Regions from separate parts of the Mus musculus genome. Here regions 1 and 2 are each linked to region 3. A link is a contact called in public promoter capture Hi-C data. All regions are on one chromosome and are shown on one strand. Each heading gives the region's core, a stretch centred on a gene start, on an enhancer-like site or on the middle of the called end of the contact. The rest is flanking DNA. Distances are from core to core; before and after follow the strand shown. Region 1 holds the start of Socs5 (suppressor of cytokine signaling 5). Region 2 holds the start of 4833418N02Rik (RIKEN cDNA 4833418N02 gene). Region 3 holds the start of Foxn2 (forkhead box N2).

Region 1 (3,318 bases), core at 423-2,922, 1.3 Mb before region 3:
GGCTTGGGGAAGTTCGGAAAGTATGGGTTCCAATGTGGAACTTACTCCAATAGACAAGTAGAGCGGCTAAAAGCTGCTTAGGAATGCAGATCTGGCCCTCACTGACCGGACGCCGGACGTCCATCCGTGATTCTATCTGAATGGCTAGATCATCTCCTGTGCACTGTGTGCCTTCCAAATAAGAGGGCTGAGGGCCAGAACCTGCTACTCTCAAGGAGTCAAAGAGAACAGACAGTTGAAAAATAACTGAGAAAGCAATCTGAGGGTGTACAATGTTAAGAAAGGTAGGGTGGGGCTGAAAAGAGTCTAAGAAAAGCCTTCAAGAAAAAGGTAGTCTGCCGGTCCCACTGCAAAGCATTAAAGACTAAAGGTGGTCAAAAATCTCAATATTCAGCAGGTTGAAGTAGGAGCACCATTACCTAGAAGACAGCTTGGGCTACATATTGCGTTCCAAATCATGCTAGGCTATACAGTGAGACTGTTTCAAACAAACCGGACTAAGGTGTGTGTGACCCTATGTGTATGCCGCTGATAGAAGGACCACTTTGGGGAGATACGCAGGGGGAACAGACTACTGTATTTGAATCATGAAGTAAACAAGTCTTTTTGTCTGAGCACCGGAAAGTAGTATGTCTAAGAAGTGGCCAGTTAGCTTACGAGTGGTAACCACGGTTCTACACTTGATCTTAGCCAAAAGGCCAAGAAGCGGTGGTAACCACGGTTCTAAAGGGGCAGCTGAGGAGTCTCGCGGGTATCACAACCCCCCATTCACTTCTCTGTCCTTGCTGTCATTTCCACGGCCGGGGCGATCCACATAAAATGCAAGCAAAGAGAGGAAGCGACAACACCCCTCCCCTCGTGTATGACTCATCTTCGTGGCAGCTGAGAGCCTGGATAGGAAGAGTTGAATTCAATGAGGTGCCCGGTTTCCCGTTGAATATTGGAATTCAGTGACTCGGATGGCTCCATGCTGAAGGGAGCTAGGGAGACTCATTCACATTTTTTTCCTACCCGGCACTCGCAACCTCCATTCAGCATTTTCCCCTTGGTCTCCCTAACGGAGCCCAAAGGAACAAAGCTACTCCCCACCCGCACCTCGGGTTGACCTTCCACCCGAGCGCCCACCCCTAGCCCGTTCCACGGCCACGTGACCCTCTCCAGCCTCCTAGCCTCCCGGGCCTCTCCCCCTCCCCTCCAGTCCGAGCCCGCTTGGCCCCGCCCACCCCGCCCACGTGTCAGCCTCTCTCCCACCTGACTGGCTCCTCCCTCTTCGGCCGAACCCGGCCGCTTGTCTCAGCTGCCCGACTCCAAAATGGCAGCCGCGCACAGCACGCACCAGCGCGGCCGGACCTCCTTAACTCGCCGGCCTCCCCTCTTTAGCTCCCAGCCTCCCTCCTCCGGCCTTCACCTACCCGCCTCTGGATTGGCCGCCGGGAGTCCCGCCCACCTGGAGCCCCGCCTGCCATTGGTCACGGTAGGCTGCCCTTCAGAGAGGCGTGGCCCAGCCCGCCCCCCACCCCGGGAGGTATTTTCCATTCCGGTGGGGGGCTGGGGGGGCGGGGGGAGGGGAGAGGGTGACGAGGGGGAGGCGGCCGGGAAGGGGTGGGGGCTGGCGGGGGCATCCGGCCGAGCTGGGGTCCCCGGGCTCCGTCCGGAGGAAGCGAGGCTGCGCCGCCGGCCCGGCAGGAGCGGAGGACGGGACGCGCGGGCGGTCGCGCTCGCCCTGTCGCTGACTGCGCTGCCCCGGCCCATCCTTGCCTGGCCGCAGGTGCCCTGGATGAGGCCGCCGCGCGTGTCCCGGCCGCTGAGTGTCCCCCGCGGTCGCCCGGCGCCTGCCCTCAAGCGGCCGCCTCTCCTTGCCCGGGTCCCCGTTTTCCCCCGGCGCAGTCCTCCTCCGGTGGGCGCCTCCGCACCTCGGCGCAGGCGGCACGGCCCTCGGGCCGGGATGGATCCGCCGGGAAGAGGAAGACAAGCCGGGGCGTTGAGCCCCTGCGCACGGTGCCGCCGCGCGTAGTGGGAGCTTACTCGCAGTAGGCTCTCGGTACGTCTCGGAGGAATTGCTTTTCGGTGGGAGTCGGGACACCTAAGGGGAAGAAGGGGTCGTCTGGGGCCGATAGGAGGGCATTCGTCATCGGGGTCGTGGTGGGTCGAGACTGGGTGGGGGAGGTCGTCGGTGCCCACTGCCAAGGGTAGAGGGGGTCCAGGCAGGTCACCTAAGAGCTCCATAGCTCCGACCTGAGGGTCCTCAAGGGCGACGATAAAAGGTCTACCGGGACGTGAAGGAAGGACCGGGGAGCGTGGATGCGGGAAAAGACTGGAGCATCTCTGGGGGGTTTAACCTGGGGTGGTTATTACAGGATGCGGAGGCGGCCGCAAGGAAGACCCCGCTCCAAGTCCTTGAGCTTTTAATAAATGGTTCTTTGGTGCTGGGACTTGGGCATTCGAGTAGCTGAAGCGGAGTGAGTTTGTGGAGAGGGAGTTGCATTGACAGAAGGATGCTGAGGAACAACGTGAATACCCTTGGTTTGGTTCTCAACTTTGAAGGCTATGGGGGTCAGCCACGAGCTTTTGGCATTTTTTTATTTTGGTGTTCCAAGCAAAAGGTGGCTGGCTGCTGGACTTCGTCAGTGATTCCTTATTTTAAATTGTATGTATATATTTGATGGGGTTGGGCAGTTACCAGTTCTCCTGGACATTCTTCCAACTACACCTTGACATTCTTACAGCAGCTTCTCATCTACACCGGAGGCCTGCTCCTTTCAAAGTTAACACTAGGCTAGACTGTCCTATTACGATTTACTGACATTTATCCTAGAAGACGATTAAGTCATGCTTGCTTTTAACTGTTTCTTTACAGGGCCGTGTAAAATTGAACTGCATGTTCTATAGAAGTTTAAAAATGGTTTCTCTTTAAGGAATGAAATGAAAAAGATGCTGGTGTTAGAAGGCTCTGCTAAAATGAGCTCGAGTGTTCTAACAGTTGGGAATTTAGTCAAATGCGTACTTTAATCTTAATAGTCTCTCGGATTCATAGTCCCTTTTTGAAATCGGCCTAGCAACGGAAGGAAGACACAGCAGGAAGCGGTGACTGTTGTCTGGAGTTCACCTTTGTGATTGTCCTGCAGGGATGTTACCTTTTTCATGTCTGTGGACTAGAAAGAGTAAGCTGAGAATTGCACAGCTAGTCTGTAGTCTCCTGTTAAACTCACACCTGTATTACTAATTTCATACATTTGTTGAGTTTCCTATGGCTTACAAAATGAAAACTCACTTGATTAGGGAGTCCTTAACATTTAGGGGGAAAAAAAATCTGAAGGC
Region 2 (3,157 bases), core at 261-2,760, 1.2 Mb before region 3:
TGCTGGTCATTAGAAGATGAGGATCTTGGCTCTGCTAGCAAAGAGCTGAGACGCGGTCAGGCGCCTGGAGGAACACTTGCTTTGTATCTGAGGCACGAACTCTGTGCCCTCCCGTGCCCACACTCAAACTGATGATAGAGTCAAACAGACAAGAGCTAATGCTCTCTGCAGCCAGTCCTCCAGTATTTGCAACCGTGGTTGACAAAAGAATGGGAAGAAAAGATGGGGTTTCTTTGTTTCTATCAGTCTACCCTTCCCCTTTCTGTCAATCCTGCTGTTCCCTCTGGCCCCAGGGGTATCTCCCACTAACACTCTGACTAGGTAAATTGAAAACGCATTCTCAGGATACCCAAGTCAGTCTTTCACTCTTTCTGCCTTCCCCAACCCTCTCCCCACCCCATCCCCCTGCCCCACCGCCTCCGTGAAACCTAGTTCTGCAGAACCTCAGGTTCTGCACACAGGGGCAGGGAATCTTGCCTTCCAGGGAGGAAGGGGGCTTCATTTCGATCACACGGAGGAGCTGAAGTTTTGATAGGGACCGGCCCTGGTAATGGGCGTCAGGAGCCTGTGCTCTGATAGACCCGAAAACCTTAGTTCTGTACTGAAACTTGAAGCTGTAAATTTCCCGGCAGCAAGGGGCAGGGAGTGGAAGGACCTCCCGGAGAAGTAGAAAGCGGTCAGTTTCGAACTACTGAAAAGCTTGCCTGAAATCATTCTCGAACGTTTTCGGAATGGACCTCACAACAAGTGACTTAAGTACAGGCCCTGGGGATTTTTTTTTCAGTGTTGGCTGTGGTTTTAGCTACATCCTCAATTCCCAGGCAGGATTGACAGCTCCAGTTTCACCGAGGGTGGGGTCACGATACTTGCCTTCTAGCCAGGGTAGTCCTGGCTCCGCCCTCCAAGCCCCGCCCAGAGTCCTTTGAACTTCTGGGCACCGCTGGCCTTAGAGCGGAGCAGAGCGGAGTCGGGCGCTCCCTGGAGTTCTGATCAGCCTTTAGACACCAAAATAAAGTAGCAGCAAGTGGAAAATCAGCTGAGATCCTCTTTTAGAACCCAGAGTAGGCATTCCGATGGAAAGAGGAGTCCGGCAGTTAAAACAAACATAAACCCTCTCCGAGTTGGGGACATCCGAAGAGCTTAGGGACTTGCCCCGGCCGGTCTATCCGCAGCCCTGCGGGCGGGCGCGTTGCATCCGACCCGGATCCGCCAAGAGCCCGGGACCAGGACTGTCCTGTCGGCCGCTCCTCGGATTTGTGACGTGCCTCAGGCTGTGGCGGTGACGGGGCCACCACACAAAGCCGGGCGGTCCGGGCGGAGGACCCCAGGCCAAGAGTCCTGACGGGATGGGGAGGGAACGGGGAGCGAGGCGCCCCCGGGCTCCCGGGCTCCCCGCAGCATTAAAGTGAGCACCCAGTCAGCGGCGGGGAGCCGGCGGAGGGCGGCCCGAGATCGCCGTGTGCGCGCTTGGCTTCTGTGGCCTCGCTGGCGGTCGGCTCGCCTAGCCCGGCGGGGGATAGCCACGCCCACTTTGGGGTGGAGCCGCGGCCCGGGGAGGTTCCGCTGTTGGAGACGCCCGGGCACGGGGCGGGAGCTGTGGCAGCAGCTGCTGCACAGGAGGAGACAGCAGCGTCAGGAGCTGCTGCAGCAGCGGCGGAGGCTGCTTCTGGACGCCTTGGGGTCGCGCAGCCGCAGCCCCAGTCCAGAGGCTCCAGGCGGTGCGGTGGGCGCTGCCGCCGCCGCTGCTGCTGCTGCTGCTGCGGGCCCCTTGCCGTTACCCGGGCCCCCTCTGCCACCCGGGCCCCGGATGCCGTCTGCACTCCCGTCAAGCCTGCTGGAGAGTGCTCCCCAGCCTGGACGCCGCCCCCGGCCTGGTCTCCACTCCTCCGCCGCACCTCCCATGACAGCTCCTGCTCGAAGATGGCTGCGAAGGGCGCGCACGGCACCCACCTGAAGGTGGAGAGCGAGGTGGAGCGCTGCCGCGCCGAGGGCCAGTGGGACCGCATGTTCGAGCTGGCCCGGCATCTGCAGATGCTGGGCATTTCCGGCGGCGGCAGTAGCAACCGGCGAAACAGCCCGAGCGGCAGGTTCACCACTCTGGACACCGGTGAGTGAGGGAAGGGCAGATTCGCCCGGAGCGAGCGCGCGAAAAGCACCGCCTCGTCCAGGAAGCGCGACTCAACCGACCCGTCCCGGAGCCGGCGCTGGGTGCTACCCTCCGGCTTGCCGAGGCAGTTAGGAAAGTCGTCTGTCCCAAGAGAAAAATCGCTTTGCAGATTGGGTGTTTGAAGAGAAGAGAGAGAAAGAGAAAAGTTTGTGCTCTCTGCCTTTTAAGGTCACGTGGGTAACCCTACCCTGAAATGGAGGTTTCTGTAGGTATCAGAGAAGTGCATTCATTAGACCGGACCGTTGCCTCCCTAAACTGTCGAAACTCCCTCATGTTAAATTTGTTCCTCTGTGTCTTCTCTTATTTTCCCCTCAAATAAAGTTGAGACCAAGCTCTGTCCACAGCAGACTTAGACCGATGCGTTTGGTCAGAGAAGAGGCCGGCGAACCTCAGTTTCTTCGCCAGTGGCGGACACTGGCCCCATCCAGTCCTGGCAGCCTGTGGCTTTTGCAGCAGGGCTGGTTTAGTTGGGCTGGGCTCTTGTGCTGGGGCGGGAAAGCACCCTGATGGGGTAGAGGGAGAACCCCGCCCAGTCTTCAGACCCAGATCCTGTTTCGGGTGTCTTGCTCTCTGCGGTGGGAGAGGTTCAGAGCCCGCCGCGTGTGCACACCCACCTTTTCCGAAGTGGGCAGAGAATAAGTCCGACTATAAAGAGTTTTCCAAAACCACCCAGCCCGGGACACCTCTGTGGGAGCGATGGGGTGATTATAACCCTGATCCAATATAGTGCTTACTGTGTGCCACACCAACCTCGGGACTTTAGCCGTCACTCCTCCCAGCGACTCCTGTTTCCTGGATTTGCTGTATTTATAGGTAAATAGCTTCATCAATCAGCCAGTAAGTTGTGAAATCTGAACCCAGGATTCTGAGTACACCTTTTCGTTTGTCCTGTGTTCTCTCAAAGATGAGTACCCTTGCAGAGCAACTAGAGTGGATAGGAGGCAGGATGGTAGACAGTTATGGCTTAGATTGTAGAGCTCAGAGGAAAGG
Region 3 (3,154 bases), core at 357-2,856:
CCATATTCACAGCTCATCTACTTTACTGCGAGCAGATAGCCTGCTTCAGTCATTTTATATGCAAAGACATTGAATAGTCAACATCCCCTCATCAGGAACCAAATGAAGCTTTGTTGAGCAAGCAGACGGGCAATGTCTCCGTTTTAGAGACCCTTTCTCTTAATCCATTTATATCTGTGTGAAACAGGTATCAGTAGCATGGTTTTTAAAGAACTGGGTATAGAAATTGAAAGGTTTAATTTCCAGGTTCATAATGATAACAGTAAACTCAAACTATAGTTTTCTTTTAGAAATTCAATGGAATAGTCCTCTCTCTCTCTCTCTCCCTATGTAGATGGCCTTAAACATTTGAGTCTCCTATGTCCTCCTTCCAAGTTCCAGGATTACAGGAATGAGGCACTATACCCTGCTTTCCTTTTGAGACAGACTTCTTTTTTTTTTTTTTTTTTTTTTTTTTTCTGAGGCAGGGTTTCTCTGTGTAGCCCTGGCTGTCCTGGAACTCACTCTGTAGACCAGGCTGGCCTCGAACTCAGAAATCCGCCTGCCTCTGCCTCCCGAGTGCTGGGATGAAAGGCGCGCGCCACCACCGCGCAGCTGAGACAGAAACTTCTTATGAAGGCCAGGGTGACCTCTAAATCTTGGCACTCCTCCAGCCTCACCCTACCCAGTACTGATACATAAACCTTCACTGCCAAGGGCAGTTTGATAGGCTACTTCTAGGCTTCAGTTTCCTTCTATGTAAAGGGAATTCCTGAAATTGTAGAGTTGGCAGATTCACTAAAACATGAAGCAACCAGAAAGTATACCCCGAAGGGAATGTCCTTAACATTAAAAATTATTCTACATTTGTCTGCAATTCAGAATTAACTGGCCACTCCCGTTTTATCTAGCAGCACTGTACCCGCAATACAGTGTAGGCAATACGTGTACAATGCATATTAAGTCCTTATTACTGTACACAGCAATTAGTGAGAGCTCTGTACATTTTTGTTGTTGCTGTGTTGCCTTTTATTACTGGTTTTTAATTTGGGAGACAGAGTCTCAGAAAATCTTTAGTAAAATTTGGATCTGATTCCAAAGCCCCATTTCCCCTCTAAAATCTGCTCTGCATAGAGTTTCCACGGCACTTCAGTCAGAAGAAGGTAGCGTTGTTCTCAAGAAAGCTTCCCGGTCCCCACACTTTCAAAGCCAAGGGGCTGTTCGGGCCGTCGCGGCAGCCCCAGCACACGCGTCGCGGGCGGACACTCGCGCGTCCCGCGCCAGCTCGTCCACTCAGCAGCCGCGCCGCGCCTCGGTCGCCCTCCCATAGGTCCTTCCGGGCGACAGGCGAGGGCTTTTCATTTTCCCGCCTGCACGCCCAGCTCCGTAAACCTCAGCGTCCCCTCGCTTTGCCTTCCGAGCCCGCTCCACCCTTCCGGACGCCACCTTCCCCCCCACCCGCCTGCAGGACGACAGCTCGGAGGGGCGGCCGCCGCCCTGGTAGGAGGCGGGACGAGGCAAGGGCGGGCTGCGGGAGGCGGGACGGAAGGAGGGGCGGGGCCAAGCGCCTTGGCGCCGCGTTGTCATGGCAGCGGGGCGGGGAGGAGGGGAGGAAGCGAGCAGGCGGGAGGGGTGGGGGGGGGGGGGATGTGGTGCTGCGGCGGCCGCCACCGCAGCTGCCACTGCCTGCTCGCGCCTGGGTGTCCCGGAGGCGGCTGCTGGGAGCCACGGGAGCAGCTGCGGTGCTCTGCCATATTGTGTCTGGCCCGGCCCGGCCCTCGCCTCTGGTTCGCGGCGGCTGAGTGACGGTGAGTCCCCGGGGTCGCGCGGCGCGGCGCGGCGCGGAGGCAGCGTGTGCGGCCGGCGCTGGGCGTGGGGGCGCGGAGGCGGCTGTCCCGTGACGCGCCGGGACATTTTTGTGTCCCGGGAAGAATTGGCGCCCCTGCGCGGGGGTGTACCCGGCGCGCGGCTCCGGCAGAGCGTGGGCTGCCCCGGGGGTGTGGAACCGAGGCGAGCACGGGTCCCCGGGAGTGAGGAGTTAGGAGTTTTCTCCCGAGGTAATGACCGTACCGGAGGGGGCGTCGCGCAGTCGGAGCCACAGAGGGCAGAGGACGCCCAGGCGGAAACCTGCGACCCCGGGAGTTGCTGCTCTAAGAGTCCCGGGGAGCCCGCGCCAGCCACGTCGCCGCTCCGGCTCCCATCCGAGCGGGACGCGCGCGGCGTGGAGTCCCAGTCCGGGGCCCGGCCCGGCCCGGGCGGGATGGCTGGGCCCGGAGAAGTAGTGCCCAGGAGGACTCGCGTAAACTTCGGGCGCGGGGCCCCGATGTGGGGTGGCGACCCCAGCCCGGTTCTCGCGGCCGGAGGCGCCCCCAAGCCTGGCTGGCCCGGGCCGGGGGTGGGGTGGGGTGGGGTGGGGGTGGGACTTGGACTGTTTCGGCGTTGCAACATGTGCACTTCCTGTTCGCCATCTCCTTCGGGGCCGAGGTTACTTCTGCCCTCCGGCCCGGCGCTCGGGCCGGGAGGGTGCGCGGTGGTCCGCGGCCTTGAGCTTGGGTGCCGGCCGGCGTGCAGTGCCCGGCAGCCCGAAGCCGAGCCGGGGAGGTTAGGGGCAGGGAGTCCACGTGCTCGGTGCTCGGTCTTGCACTGCAAACTCCGCCCCCGGCTGCCCTCCGGCAAAATGCCTGGGTTCCCACCGCCGCACCTCACGCGAGTTGGGGGTAGCAATTTCATTGGGAAGCCGCGCTCTCGAGATCTTCTTGCACTTGGTTTCTGCTTTAAAGCTTTCCTTTTTCCACCTTTTGGGTGGCGGTGGGAGGAGTCATAAGTGCAGAGAAATGACAGACTTTTTTTTTTTTTCCCCTACTTGCAACTCCGCTGTGAGCGGTTAATTATTTCCAGGTTAGTTGGTGCTCTTTTCTCCTGTCTTCTGATTGTGACAGCCACGTGGCCGGCTGAGTGCAATAGAGTGCTCTAGCGGCCAGAGAGCTTGAGGCTTCTCTCGCAGCAGGGGCTTTGTAATGGTATAGTCTTGGCTTCTGCGCTCTAATAAGAGGAAGTGGAAAAAGCCGAACCGATCACATCTAGTTGTTTCACCTGAATCGTAGAATGGCTTTCCTTTGCAATTCTGGTAAGGTGTCTATTGCCATTTTTGCCATTCGCTGCAACTTTGATGATT

Evidence for each region. Promoter capture Hi-C pulls out the DNA fragments that hold promoters and counts their contacts.
Region 1: a promoter capture Hi-C map of pre-B cells shows a contact between it and region 3, with 8 times the contacts expected there. The contact joins the promoter of Socs5 here to the promoter of Foxn2 in region 3. A contact is called at or near these places in 2 of 39 promoter capture datasets (liver and pre-B cells) and 1 of 115 datasets of contacts at active chromatin or transcription factors (pancreatic cancer cells).
Region 2: a contact with region 3 is called in a promoter capture Hi-C map of pre-B cells, with 2.9 times the contacts expected there. The contact joins the promoter of 4833418N02Rik here to the promoter of Foxn2 in region 3. A contact is called at or near these places in 4 of 39 promoter capture datasets (the C10 cell line, liver, neutrophils and 1 more) and 1 of 115 datasets of contacts at active chromatin or transcription factors (microglia).

What each region holds. Positions count from the first base shown.
Region 1 is chr17:87,106,007-87,109,324 of GRCm38.p6, forward strand. It overlaps Socs5 (suppressor of cytokine signaling 5), which reads left to right and starts at 1,673. Exons shown (of 3, transcript NM_019654.2): 1 at 1,673-2,041. It overlaps Gm30510 (a long non-coding RNA gene), which reads right to left and starts at 1,341. Exons shown (of 2, transcript XR_877091.1): 1 at 1,252-1,341.
Region 2 is chr17:87,281,304-87,284,460 of GRCm38.p6, forward strand. 4833418N02Rik (RIKEN cDNA 4833418N02 gene) reads right to left here and starts at 1,511. Exons shown (of 5, transcript NR_015506.3): 1 at 871-1,511. Ttc7 (tetratricopeptide repeat domain 7) reads left to right here and starts at 1,583. Exons shown (of 20, transcript NM_028639.3): 1 at 1,583-2,107. The coding sequence starts at 1,921.
Region 3 is chr17:88,439,098-88,442,251 of GRCm38.p6, forward strand. It overlaps Foxn2 (forkhead box N2), which reads left to right and starts at 1,607. Exons shown (of 6, transcript NM_180974.5): 1 at 1,607-1,787.